Regions from separate parts of the Mus musculus genome. Here region 2 is linked to region 1. The links are chromatin contacts, called in public Hi-C maps. All regions are on one chromosome and are shown on one strand. The core of a region is the stretch at or near the end of the contact, and the rest is flanking DNA. Distances in the headings are between cores, read along the strand shown. Region 1 overlaps Cpeb2 (cytoplasmic polyadenylation element binding protein 2). Region 2 has its middle 15 kb from the start of Gm43699.

The links. A called contact is a pair of places that touch in the nucleus more often than the background predicts.
Region 2: a Hi-C map of cerebellum shows a contact between it and region 1, with 1.6 times the contacts expected there. The contact joins two enhancer-like sites. A contact is called at or near these places in 1 of 15 datasets of contacts at CTCF or cohesin (the NIH/3T3 cell line) and 5 of 484 Hi-C or Micro-C datasets (the C10 cell line, the G1E-ER4 cell line, the HPC-7 cell line and 2 more).

What each region holds. Positions count from the first base shown.
Region 1 is chr5:43,255,118-43,262,431 of GRCm38.p6, forward strand. Cpeb2 (cytoplasmic polyadenylation element binding protein 2) reads left to right here. Exons shown (of 12, transcript NM_001368806.1): 5 at 6,617-6,667. Among named protein-coding and RNA genes, the nearest start is that of Gm7854, 23 kb to the left of the region's middle. Within about 2 kb of position 3,819, at least 2 of the 459 cell types and tissues checked have an H3K27ac peak or open chromatin away from gene starts, as enhancers often do. A contact at or near this core is called in cerebellum, where this site is marked.
Region 2 is chr5:43,335,208-43,342,521 of GRCm38.p6, forward strand. No RefSeq gene overlaps it. Among named protein-coding and RNA genes, the nearest start is that of Gm43699, 15 kb to the right of the region's middle. Within about 2 kb of position 4,119, at least 18 of the 459 cell types and tissues checked have an H3K27ac peak or open chromatin away from gene starts, as enhancers often do. A contact at or near this core is called in cerebellum, where this site is marked.

The DNA of each region.
Region 1 (7,314 bases), core at 2,569-5,068:
CATTCTTCTGTTGAGGGACATCTGGGTTCTTTCCAGCTTCTGGCTATTATAAATAAGGCTGCTATGAACATACTGGAGCAGGTGTTCTCATTACCAGTTGGAACTTCTTCTGGGTATATGCCCAGGAGAGGTATTGCTGGATCTTCCAGTAGTATTATGTCCAATTTTCTGAGAAACCTCCAGTCTGACTTCCAGAGTGGTTATACAAGCTTGCAATTCCACCAGCAGTGGAGGAGTGTTCCTCTTTCTCCATATCCTCACCAGCATCTGCTGTCTCCTGAATTTTTGATCTTAGCCATTTTGACTGGTGTGAGGTGGAATCTCAGGGTTGTTTTGATTTGCATTTCCCTGATGATTAAGGATGTTGAACATTTTTTTCAGGTGCTTCCTTCCGTATTCCTTAGTTGAGAATTCTTTGTTTAGCTCTGAACCCCATTTTTAATGAGGTTATTTGGATTTCTGGAGTCCAGCTTCTTGAGCTCTTTGTATATATTGGATATTAGTCCCCTATCAGATTTAGGATTGGTAAAAATTCTTTCCCAATCTGTTGGTGGCCTTTTTGTCTTATTGACGGTGTCTTTTGCCTTACAAAAGCTTTGTAATTTTATGAGGTCCCATTTGTCAATTCTTGATCTTACAGCACAAGCCATTGCTGTTCTGTTTAGAAATTTTTCCCCTGTGCCCATATCATCGAGGCTTTTCCCTACTTTCTCCTCTATTAATTTCAGTGTCTCTGGTCTTATGTGGAGGTCTTTGATCCACTTAGACTTGAGCTTTGTACAAGGAGAAAAGAATGGATCAATTAGCATTCTTCTACATGATAACCTCCAGTTGTGCCAGCACCGTTTGTTGAAAATGCTGTCTTTTTTCCCCTGGATGGTTTTAGCTCCCTTGTCAAAGATCAAGTGACCATAGCTGTGTGGATTCATTTCTGGGTCTTCAATTCTATTCCGTTGATCTACCTGTCTGTCACTGTCCCAATACCATGCAGTTTTAATCACAATTGTTCTGTAATACAGCTTAATGTCAGGCATGGTGATTCCACCAGAGGTTCTTTTATTGTTGAGAATAGTTTTTGCTATCCTAGGTTTTTTATTTTTCGAGATGAATTTGCAAATTGCCCTTTCTATCTCAGTGAAGAATTGAGTTGGAATTTTAATGGAGATTGCATTGAATCTGTAGATTGTTTTCGGTAGGATAGCCATTTTTGTCAGTGTTCTTCTTGTTCCCTTGGAGTCTGGTCTTTGCATCTTTTGCATTTTTATGATCTTACTAATACTTTAGGGGATATGCATAAAGATTTGAGAAGTGGGTTTAGATATTATTGTTATGTGCACTGGAACTGATTAGAAGTTGGAATTATTAAAGGCTGGTAAGGACTACATTCAAAGTGGATTTTTGGAACTTTATATAAGATATGTAGACACAGAAGTAAAGGTGAAGTGTAGATTGTGGAAATAGTATTGGATTAATAAACCAAACAGTGAGAACAGTGCTTTACTAAAGTTCATAAGAAGGAATGCTAGCTGTCTTCAGATAAGAATCCATAGGTGTGGGTGTTAAAACACTTCTACATTGACTACATATCAAACACATTTGTTCCGACAACTAGCATGTAACTGGTCTTATGTTATATTTGGCCACAGTAACTTATTACTAATAACTGCCAAGTGTCAACTGCTAGTAAGTAATAGAACTTGGTAGGTCTTGAGTTGGTGCTTTTACCACTGTGCCTTTGTGCCCTTCTTTGTAACTGGTCTAATATTAATTCTAACCTAGAATCCTTATGACTATTGTATGTGACATTTAGATTTCTCTTAGAGTGTTGGCAAAGTGCATAACATTGAACTTTAGCAATTTCTCATCATTATTGAGGAAAAAGTATCATTATCCAGACCAGAAGATACCTGAAACTGCCTTAAAAAAAATAGCTTCAAACTCTAGGTAAACATTGTAGCGCTGTGGTAGTCCGATTTTCTAGATGTCTACGAAATGATAAGTGGTAAATAGCAGATACAGCATTTTGCATTAGACAGAGAGGTAATACATGTCCTGGGCAGGACAGAGGGGTGGTGTGTGAGAATTGATGATGCTATTTAGAAGAGCACCGTGGTTAATTAGAACTGAAAATACAGAGAGAAAACCAATAATAAGATAATACTCCTGCTTTCATTAAAGAAATTTGCTTTGAAGTAGGGGAAAAAAATTAACCTTGGCAAAATTAAAAAGCACCACTTTTAGTCTCCAATGTGCTTCGTTATTCCTGTTAACTTTGTTTCTGGTATCAACATACAGCATGTCTTTAGGTAACTGCTTTTAGTCAAATTTGTATTTCACATCATAGAATAAAATGATATATTCATTCAACAAATATTTGAGAGCTTATTATATGTCATTCTTTTGTAGGTGCTAGAAAGACAGTAACAGAAATGGAAGCCCTGCTCTTAGTAGATCTTTAGTTTTAAAAAGAGCAGTGGTAAAAAACTGTTAGATAATTTTAAAAAATGAGATATGGGGATAGAGGAAGAAAGAAGCGGCCGTTGGAAACAGGGTGATATATGATGCTGTTAGCACTTAGAGATCTGACTGTGCTGAGGGGTGTGACCCTTGGCAGAAATCAGAAGTAGAAATATCTTCCAATGGGAGGATTCCTGACACATTAGAGAAGCAGCAAAAAGGTCAGCATAATCCCTATAGGGGATGAGGTGCCAGCTGCTTATTATAATGGATTCTGATACTTTGTCCAAGGAAGATGTAGCTTGTTTTTAGTTGTCAGTACAACCACTTGCTGAGTACACATTTAAATGGTCAACATGAGCTAAGGCATGCATGTGTATGTGTGTATGTCTGTGTGTGTATGCATCATTATTTAAAACAGTAATAGTAATAGTAATAGTAATAGTAATAGTAATGATTTAATGACAGTGGAAGTCCTCTATCTTTTCATAGACATGTAGAATTTAAAAGTATGCATTTAAAATTTTACATTAATATCATAATTTTTGCATGAATTTATCTGTGTGTGTCTGTGCTAGTGTTGGCCTGTGTGTGTGTGGGCACGTACCCATACCTCAAGTACACATTTGGAAGTCAGAGAACAACTCGTGGGAGTTGGTTCCCTCCCTCCACCAAGTTGGTCACAGGAGTCAACTTGGGTCTTCAAGCTTGGTAGCAAGTAACTTTACCCATTAAGCCATCCCACCAGACCTGATGTTAACGCTAAAAGGAGATTGCCTAGAGGTAGCACATATTAATTATTTATGGATGTATTATATCCTTTGTGAAATGATTATTCTACAAGCTTGCTTACAATTATAAGGAATGACTTGCCTCATAAGCTTAGATCCTGTGGATTATCAGGAAGCTAAAATTGTTTCAGTGAGATGGAGGTTCTTCTTGGAGAGTGGAGCTTGCAGAGCATGCCAGATGAATGAGAATGGCTCCCAAAGGCTCATTTGAATACTTCATCAACCCTTGGTAGACTGGGAAATCTGAAGAGATGTTGCCTTGTTGGAGCAGGTGTGGCCTTGGAGGAGGCGTGTCACTGGGACCCTGCCTGGTGCCTACTTTTTTGTTCCTGTTAATCAGGGTGTAGCTCTTAGATACTTCTCCAGCACCATGCTTCCATATCTCTATGCTCCCACCATGATGACAATGAACTGACCCCTGAAGCTGTAAGCAAACCCCCAATTAAAAGCTTTCTTTTATAAGAAGTACCTTGGTTATGGTGTCTTTTCGCATCAATAGGATAGTGGCTAAAATAGATGTCTAAGTTCCTTTTCATGTTTTCTATTATCTGGACCATCCTGTTTTTGCCTCCTGGACTAAGACTCCTGTAGTGTAGCCATCTGTCTGCATCTCAGCAAACAGAACAACAGCAACAACAACGTCTTTCCCTTTTAAAGGATATTTTTTTTTAAATTATATATCCCACTTTTATCTTTTGTTCTCTGTCTAGATCTTACACAGTTTGGCAAAACCCAAGAAAGATAGTTTTTATGCTTTGGACCTTTTTTGTAAAAGAAATTGTTGTTGCTAGTAAGCGTCAGAGTCGGTCTGCACCGCCAGCCTTCTGGACTAATAGCACGGGACTACTTCTGAGCAGTGTTGTTTTATGTTTTATTTTGTACTGAAGCTTAAGTGGTCTCCAGCCTTTAAGTAGTGCATGCCTTTTCCTGTATCGTCTTATCAATAGGAACTCAGTCTCAGGTAGGCAGTAAGAGAATCCAGCCAGATAGTTCCCATCCTATCAAACATTCCTACCAGTGATGAAACCTCAGCCAAGTGACTTAATCTTTCTTGTGATAAAGTGTTTTCATATTAAAATGGAAAAAAATAGTATGAAATCCAAGGGATTGTTAGCAGGATTAAATAAATGGCAGTTGAGAACTATAAAAACTCCTTGCATATAATAATCCTACAGATGTTGGCCATTATTTCAATTGGCTGGTACCTTGTGCAAGTGGTTTTGATCTCATAAATAAGAATAACTCTGAAAGTTAACTGAAAAATTTACATTACCGTTTTCACTGTAGTAGAGGATAAATAATTGGATAATTTGAATTTACATTTGCTCATTTAATTATGAAGTTATTACATTATGATCTTTAATATTTTAGAACATAAATACAAATATATACTCTTCTACAAAATTTTTTTTTAATGGTGAACTTGTTTTCTGTGCCTTTTTAAGTCCATTCAAATGCCAATACCTATTAGAGATGAAATGTGTGTCAACATAAGGTTACCTGTCTTTAAGGTAGAACAAAACCTCAGGAAAAGGGCTCTGCTCCCTTAATGTAGCATCATAGCAGAGTTCTGCATTCCTGGGTTTAGCTAAGTCCTCTTTTGTGTTTTGTTTTGTGATGCACTGTGCATGCATAATTCTTACAGCAGTGAGTAAATGTACTGAAATGTTGTGTTTCTGTCTCTCTGACTCCACTGTAGGAAAGACGTGTCTCATGTTTTTAACTTTTGTGTGCTGCATTCTATCAGGAAAGAATTGTACTCATCAGCAATATAGGTTGCTACTTTTGAAGAAATTTACTATTTTAAGTCTCATGTCAGAAAAGAGCAATTTTGATAGCTTTAAATATTTCTCTAAATTTGATTTAAATACAACAAAATGTTAAGTCCTGATGTGACTCCATTAAAGTCTTATGACATGTTACTAAAATTCAGTTTAAAGAAATGCATTTCTTAGAGCTTTTTATTTTGTACCTTCTCTGTGTATTTTTCTGATTCTCACTCCAGACCACAGTTTCAGAACAGTAGACATAATTATATGTTTCTAGAGTATGGAAGCTCTATTTAACAGTTCATTTAGTTAACTAATGTCGTCTTTCATGAAACTTGGGAGTAAATAATAGTGGTAAAATATCCTTTTAAGGGAAAATTGCTTAGTTTTCTTCACTGTACAGAACTAGAAATCAAAATGTTCATGAGATCATGTTATACATTTTTATATGTGCATCTCTACATCATTAATATGTGCATGTATACATATATTTATGATCAAAATTGGATTATCTGCCAATTATTCTTGTATTAGTAGGTAAATAATTCACTTCATAAATACAACAAAAGCCACAATCTCTGGCTTGTAGAGTATATTGGGATATATTAAGTCTTTTCAGAGTTTTGGGCTAAGGTAGCAAGAGTGGATACAGTGCTCTAAATCAAAAGCTTATGCTCACCCTTCTGATGGCAGTGAATTTCATGTAGGATTACTGTCCTTTTAAAGGAGAGCTGTGCAAAAGGGACTAGATTGCAATCCTAGTATTACATTTTAGTGTAGTCTTAAAAATAGATCGACTGGGTCAGATACCAGGAAAAAAACCCTGCATTTTAATGAGCTGCACTAGGGTCATCCTTGTTGTTGGCATTAGCCAGTTGACTACTGTGTCATGCAAATGCTAACTGAGCTACAGCTTGTTTTCAGTATGCCCAGCATCTTTGTAGCAAACTGTTGTCTCCCAATTTTATAAATACAGAGTCTCCAAGAAGAGTGACTTAGAGCACACACTTTGTTACTGTTCTTACGAGCCTTAGTATTTTTGATTTACCCTCATAAATAATTTTTAAACTCTAAATGAGGGATATAATTATAATACATATAGCAACACCCTAGGAAGTCTTCTTTGAATTTCTTTATTTAAATATGACAGTATAAAACTACATTAAGTTAAGTAAAAAATTAAAAGGTGTACTCACTTTTCATATTGTAGTTACTGATTTCAAAATGTAAATATATTTCCTTGAAACTTTATTTTTGGCAAGAAAAAAACTAGAGAAAATTCAAACTGCTTGGGTCCATTTTTAAACCTGTATTCTGTTCTCAGGACTTGGGCACCCTTGCTGCTTTTAAAATTCAGATAGAGATAAGCACTGTTGTATTTTCATTTGATCTCAAAGCACGCTGTGCTCTAGGGCTTGGAAACCAAGATTCCCTTTCCCCTTTTGTTTTCAGGTTTCAAACTTAACATATATGTTGAGTTTAAAGATTAACGTTTTAGTTTAAAAAAATACAGTGCTTAACCCTACTTGCCCCCCACCCCCTTTTCTTTTCAAAGAGCTTCATAATCTTCAAATTCTTCTTTTCCTGTGTTTTTTCAAGGTCGTCTGAGCTATCCACATCCAGGAACCGACAATCTGTTAATGTTAAATGGTAAGTTTTACCCAAGATTTTATGTTTTCATTTGGTTTATACAAATGAAGATGACTGTGTACATATTCTCCTGAGCATCCCCATACAGACAGCTTAGTCATTTATAAAATGGGCTGTGGTCAGGCACGGCCGGCCGTGCTCGCCTATAGTCCCAGCTCTGCAGGATGTTGGAATGAGCATCACGTGACCCATCACATACACACCATTCTGGGCAACATAATGAAGTCTCGACTTGTACAAGAATGAAAAACTGCTGTGGGAATTAGGCATTTGTGTGTCCCTAAAAATAAGAAGACTAGTCATCAGGAAGCATACTTATAACAATCTAATTGAGCCATCCCAGCCTCAGCAGCAATCCCTGGTTGAATGCTGGGGTTCTATTTCAAGCTCTGACCTAGGACAAGTAACTGTTTTTAGCATCCTATTTCCCACTCTGTAAACTGCAGATAGAATCTCACAGCTTATAAGAATTAAGTGAGATAAAAGTTTGCAAAGTACATAGACTCTAGTACTCAGTATAAGCCCTTGTGTGTGTTTTAAGGAATACACTGGTGAATTTATAAATGTAGTAATTGCACTGATTTAACATATTCTAACCAGAAGTTAGGAGTTTACCGGTCAGGGGAGAAAAACATTGATTAAAGTTT
Region 2 (7,314 bases), core at 2,869-5,368, 80 kb after region 1:
ATGAGGAGTCGTTTCCTTTTTTATAAGTAGTCTTTTTTATAAGGCATGCCTCTGTCTATGAGAATGGTACCATTACCAAAAGAGCCCTTCTCTTAGTACTACCTAAGAAGGTTGAGTTTCTTTCAATACATGCACGAGACACATTTGAGTTATAGAAATGAAAGAAAGACAACCTCTGAGAAGAAGAGAAAGAATGTGGCACCACAATAAAAGGAAATGTAGATTGTTAAGACAAGACAATAAAATGTATACTTCAAATTGGACAGAGATACCACTGCCTCCCAGAACTAGATGCAAATGCATTGAATTTAATACATGAATGATAAAGCATGGGCAGTCAGAGAGGAATGAAAAGGCACTTACTAAGGATGGCCAATAAAACTACTGCTCAGACTCTGAAGAAGGCCAAGAATAAATTTCGGGTGCATTTGACCACCGGGATTGTAGGAAAGCTCTCAATATTCATGTGTTATAATAAAGATATATATTGCTTATGTTAAGGCAAGCAAGAAATTTTTTGTTTGTTTTCTTTTTGCTTTTGTTTTTTGAGATGGGGTTTCTCTTCTCTGTGTAGCTCTGGCTGTACTGAAACTCATTTTGTAGACCAGGCTGGCCTCGAACTCAGAAATCTGCCTTCCAAGTGCTAGGATTAATAGCGTGTGCCACCACCGCCAGCCAAGAATATGTTTAAGACACAAAAACCACTAAGTATAGCATATTGATAAATTTAAAGTATGTTATAATTAAATTCTGTTGATGCAAAGAATACTCAAAGAAAATTATGTCAGCTGTGCACCGAACTATATATACATATATGCAACAAATAATCAAAATATATAATGTCAAAATGTTTGGAATGTAATGACAATATAACATAAGCAAGCAGAATGAACGAACTGGTAAAGGACATAAAATGTATCCCAAGTAAAAGACACTCAAAATCAGTAATCTTTTAAAATGTTTATCAATTTCATCAGCAATCTGGAAAGTACAAATGAAGATATAATGCAATTTGTTGATTATACATAGTACATAAGTACATGTGTTTGTTATATTTAATTCAGTATACAGTTTACTAATGGTCAAACAATGTCAAGTATTGTCAAGAAGATGTAACAAATAGAAATAATTTACACAGCTAGTAGAGATGGGAGCTGGTGTAGCCACTATTATTGCCGACTGATTGTGGCCATCCCAGAGTAATATAATTATATATGGAGGCCTAACCTCCAATGAGATGGTCTGAGAATAGGCTTTAAGAAATGGTTAGGAAATGAAGGCAAATCCTCATGGATGGAATTCATGTCTTTAATGAGATATATCAGAAAGGCAGCCCCTTCTGCCATATGAAAACACAGCAAAATGAGCCAACGGTGAAGTGTTCATTACACCAGTCAATTATGACTGTGTCATATGAGCTCAGTGTTCTAGCTCATTCAGCTCTAAGCTTTAGAGATCCATTTGGTTCCCAAAGGGATTCATATGTACATATGCATGTGTGTATGCACGTGTGATGCATGTGTGCAAATGATATAAATCCACATACATTTTACATACGTAGAAGTTATAAGTATAGTTTTCATACACAATTGTATACATTATAATTATATATGGCAGATACTAAGGTTAGAGAGATGAAATTTCAAGCTTTGGAGTTACCACCAAAACAACGACGTGTGAACTCTAGGAGGAGTTTCAAATGAAGACCAGGAGCCAAGACATGAGTCCTGTGGTCACCATGATTAGAAACAGCAGAGGAAAGTGAGACATCAGAGGGTAATTAATTGGCTAGGGAGGAAGGAAAGAAAGCAGAACAAAAAAAAAAAAACAACTTGGAAACTAAGGGAAAAAAGGTCATAAATGTAGTCATGACAACACTGCCATGGACAATGAGAGCAGAAGAGTAATGACTGAATTTGACAAGCCCATGACCATTGGAGACACGGAGTTAAAGAAGATCCTATGGAATTGCCCTACTGTTCCCTTGACCCATGATTCTCATCTGTGACATACCCAACCTACTGTCCCTTGCCAGCTGTCCCTCACTTCATCATCATGACCAATACAAGACTTAGACATACCATTTTCCCACTTAGTTCTGCTGATGCCACACTTCTGATGACAAGGTTCATCTGAGTCAAGTCCCAAACAACCTTCCTCCCTACTTCTCAACTGCTCCAGCTTATCTCTTGTTTCTCAAGGCATGGGGCTATCATCTCCAGACACCAGGTCATTTCCTTCTTTCTGCCAATAGGCAGATATTCTGACATTTTCCTTCTGTGTGTTGCTGGCATCTTCTAAAACAACTGGATCTCTTCATTTTTCCGCTTACCTGGCAGTGTAGGTCTGGGAAAACATCTCTACTAGGGAGACCCCCTTTCCAATTCTATTTTTACCACTGGTAAAGTTTGAGTGTATCCCTTGAGAGTCATGTGCTGGAAATCTCATCCCAAGTGTGTTGGAGGTGGTTCCACCTGAAAAATGTGTAGGTTGTCGGGGCCCCACATTACTTCATGGACTGAAAACATGATCTCACACGAATTTCTGCTCTCAAGAGTTTGCTATTACCCTTCTACATTAAGTCACAGGACAAAATTTCTCTCCAGCCATGAGTGGCATGGTCTTAGGCTTCCCAACCTCCAGAACTTTCTTTGCAAAATGTCTTTACAGGTTATCCTAGTTCAGCTAAGTAGTGGGGTACACGCCTTTAATTCCAGCCTTTTAGAGGCAAAGGGAGGTCTATGTCTGTGAATTCAAGGCCAGCTGGTCTACAGTTCAAGTCCCAGGACAACCAAAGCTACACAGAGAAACACTGTCTTGGAATAAAAATGGTCCATTTTCTGGCCATAGATTAATACTGTTCTCAGCCTTGGCCATAGAAGCTTCTCTCAGCAGTGAGTAACAGTTGACATGAAGACTCAATCATAAAGGCGAAGTGCCTAGAATAAGTAACCATCATTATGGTCAGTCTTAAATGATACATCTTTATCAATCCCACAAGACTTAGGGTGCGATCTGAAATAGGGGGAGGAAAGAAAGTAAGGGCAGAAAGTTAGGGAGAAGTAGTGTAAAATGTCCTCTGAACACGGCATGGTCATAGCACCCAGGGGCTCCTCACAGCTCTAGTTAGCTCCACATGTCAAATCAACAAGATCAGTCATCATTCCAGTGAGCAGCACTGACTGAAACTCAGTGGGTTGGAAAGGAAAGAGAGAAAGTTGAGGACATGAATAGGAAGATGTGTTACAAGTTTTCCTGTGGGAATAGGAGAAAGAAATTGGGGTAGATATGATCAGGATACATTGTATACATGTACACAATCACCCAAGAATAAATAAATGTATTATAAATAAATAAATAACCTCATTTCAGATATTCTGTCAACAGTGGCCAAAAAGGTTGGGTGTGGGAGCTAGTCACTAAAAGTCTCCATAAATTGAGTGCAGCCTACTTTCTGCTGCTCTTGGTCCCAGATTCCTAGTCTCTAAAATGAAGATGCTCTAATGGGGATGATATTAAGGATCCCTCCACCTGGAATCTTCTGTTTCAAGGAACAGTGATAAAGAATTAAAACTACAGACTTGTCTATTGACAAACTCGCAGAAGATAGAGCACTCTTTTTTTTTTTTTTTTTTTCAACTGAAGCTAACTTGGCCTTGGGAGTGAGGCTCATCCATGGGCCTGTTTTGCTGGGTGGTTTCCATATGGAAGGAGGGTCAGGAATGTGATGGAGCAGGTCTGTTTCCATCTGACAGGTAAACTTGGCTAGCTTCCAAGACTGGCTAATAGCTCCACACTGACCCCAGCATGGCCAGTTCTGAGTTTCAAATATTACTTTGGGTCACCAAGACTTTAGGGACTGAAATAGGAGTTTACTTGGAACCACTGGTGAATGTCCCTCATTTTGAAATGGCTAGTGATGACTGGTTTCATTTTTATACCCACCATTTTCTTACAAAGAAATTAAACAAATAAACAGATGCCACCCTCGCTCCCTCGTCTCTTTTTTTGGCTCGGGTCCTCCGACAATACAGTGCTTTCTGCACCATCTGCTGGCTCTGCAAAGGTAATTAACAAATGCACACCATTCCCAGACGAGGCTGCTCTATAAGGACAATCACGCCAGGAAAGCTGAGAGGGGCAGAGTCAGGCCGTGGCAGACCTGGTAGGCGGCTGCAGTCCCAACCTCCACGAGAATGTGTTGTAGAAGATGCCTGTCAAACTCTAGCTTCTAAAAATGAATGCAAACAGATCAAAGTAAGAAAACATCCCTGTGAGGAGTAAGGAAAACTATAGAATAACTAGGGTGGTTGTGGTTGCTGTTGTTATTGTTTCTTTGTTTGTTTTGGTTCTTTTTTTGAGGTGGGGGTTTCATTTTCTTTTCTATGCTTATGAAAATTTATTGTGCTTTTTTTAAAGGAGGGAAGATGAAAATATCCTTTAACAAAAAAGTAAATTATTGCTAGGACTACCACATGTTGGGTAAGAGGTCGGCAGGTTTTCTCATTTATTAACTGACCTTGAATATGCCCTCCAGGCCCTCAGAGCCTCATCCTCCTGATACCCGTGAGCTGGTAACAACAGCAACACTAAACATTCCGGGCCGTTCCAACAGCGAAGGAAGCAGGGACTTTGGGTCTGGAATGGGATCCAGTGTCAGGCTAGTAATAGCAGGAGGATCAAGAGTGTCCCTTGCTGCTGTTCGTGTTGTCTCTATCAGGTGAACATCCAGGACAGATGGCCTAATCCACTCTTAGCAGCAGGGAATTAATAAGCCATCTAGCAAAAGCCACAGTCTAAAAAGGACAGAAGCACTGTGGATAAAATGAGAAAACTCATGGTTTCATGTTAACGAAAAGAAATAAGACACCCCGCCACCACCACCCAACAAAGGCATGTTTTGGGCAGAGGAAATAGTTAAGAGCTTCAATATATGCAAACTACAGAGAGAGCACCCAATGCTGGTAGTCCTTCAACTGAATGAAAGAGTTGGAAATGAAAGGCATGTGCTGGAAGGTTTCAGGTGGGTGAGGTCCAACGAAGGGTAATAATAATGAGGTTGATGGAAGAGTTGCGCAAATGCAGGCTCTTGCTTCCTGACATAGCTTGTCTGGTGACACATTAGTGTTGGACAGGACCAAAAAGAAGACGGTATTCAGCATCCTTACAGAGGCTGTTAGGAGACACTGTGCCAGTCCTGATAGTGATGGCTCCTTTGTTCTCTTTGGCTCTGACTGGCAGAGGCTCACAGGACTCAACTGTGGTGACCCAGAGAGAATGCCCTGATAATGTCGTTTTCTGGGAGCCCTGGGCTGCTCAAGGCATAGACAGGGAGTGGGTGGTTTTGTTTTGGTTTGATAGTGGGTGTTTGCTCATGATGTATGTGATGCCTGTGGAGGTCAGAGGTCAGCCTCTGGTGTCAATCCTCAAGAGCTGTCCCTATCATTTTTTTCTCAGACAGTCTCTCACAGAGACCTAGAGTTCATCAATTAGGCAGTGAGCTCTCTAAAAATGTCAATGCACTCTTCAAAAGGAAGGAGAAGAGGGAGAAAGAAAAGGGGGTTGGAGAAATAGCAGTGGGAGCATACGTCGCTCTTCTGGAGGGCCTGCTTTGGTCCAGCAGCCATGTTACCTATAACTTCAGCTCCAGAGAGACCAGGTGTGTCTGGCGTCCAAAAGCACCTGCACTCACATGCACATACCCTGTAATATACACACTTAAAATAAAAACTTTTTAAAATAATAAGTAAATGTCACCGTGCAGAAGGATGCTTGGGTCACTTCCAGATGAGACAGCAGCCCACTCTGGAGCAACAAAAGATACCACCTTGCCTGGTTTATTCAGAGACTGTTTCTTCCAACTCATCAGATTTTAGTATTGGCATTCTCTGGGTGACATTTGAGAATCTTGGGTACTGTGAACTATACGCATTTAATTCTTGCTCTAAAATCCAGCTAAAAATCACCTTTGCTCCATCTCATGCCAGGGACACTTAGGTGTCGTAGATCACCATGTTCTCTTTCTGTTAATGTGACGACAGACGGTGCTAATGATGGGTTTGTAATAGTTTTAAGAGGCTTTAGATAGGAGCCCACAGATTTCAAGGCATGAGTATGAATTTCCCTTAATGAAAGAGAGAATAAAATCTCTATTCAGAGACCCAAGGAAGACATTGCCTGTGGTCTTGTTTTCTCAATCGGAGGGTATAGGTAGAGCATATAAGGGGGGGAAGCTAGAGTAGTAAGAACATTTTCTCTGGTGGCCCAGAAAAGGATGGCTGTAGGTTCGGAGGTAGCAAGACTGAAGCAGGAGCCCAGGACACTGACTACTTAAAAAGTTACTGTGATAAAGGGCCTTGACCTGGGGTTGGCCCTGCATGGTCAAGTGTGTCTGGAAGGAGTGAGTGCTGAACTTACAACTAGGTTAGTTCCCAAAGGAACAGCTTCAAGGTTGGATGCTGTGGGTAGACTTCTGCCTGTTCCACATCAGTGACTAGGTGGCCTTGGGCTTGTTTTTCTGAGACAGGATTGTTCTAAAGATTAATAAAAATAACAAGGGTACAAGACGCCAGTGCTCTGTGGAAAGTGTCTTTGTAGAAGCTTTATGGAGGTGGACCCAGGGAGGAACATGAGTTGCCTGTAGTCATTTTAGTTTGTGTCTGGAATTTTTCTCCGGAAAAGAGAGACACAAGAGTAAAACCGACTTCCACTAACCCAGTGCCTACTTCGGTATCCTCCTTGTGTTTCCCCAATTAAACTTAATTACTGGTTTGTGTTTACTTTGGGGTAGAAGTAGAAGGAAGAGGTTTATTGAGATGGCAAATAGGCCTTGGAAGCGATCTCGGGCTGTTCACAAACAGGTGCTGATTCAATCTATCCAAACAGTTTGTGCAAGTCCCTCTCAATTCTTCCCACTTTGCAAAGGGAAGCAGAAGTTCTGAGAGGCCAGAGAATTGTGCAAGGTAGCTCAGCTCCGGGAGAACACATCTGAGCCTCAGGACACAGCCTCTTGGGATGAGAGGACTAAGTCCCGCAATAGCTGATAGCCCAGAGCAAGTCTGTAGCCCAGGACACTCAGAGTGTCAAACAGTGTCAGGATCATTCTCTTGGGCAGAATTTGTCTCCCAGCAGAGCCCAGCTGCTGTTTGAAGAGAGCCCAGACACTGATATTTGAGCTGGGAATCGTACAAACACCAGCCAAGGACAAAAGACAAAAAAATCCAATATTTTGTAGAAATTATTTAATCCTGTCCTAGGGTTTCTACCTTGACTTTGATCTTTTAGTTCCTGTACAAAAGATACACACAGCGTTTA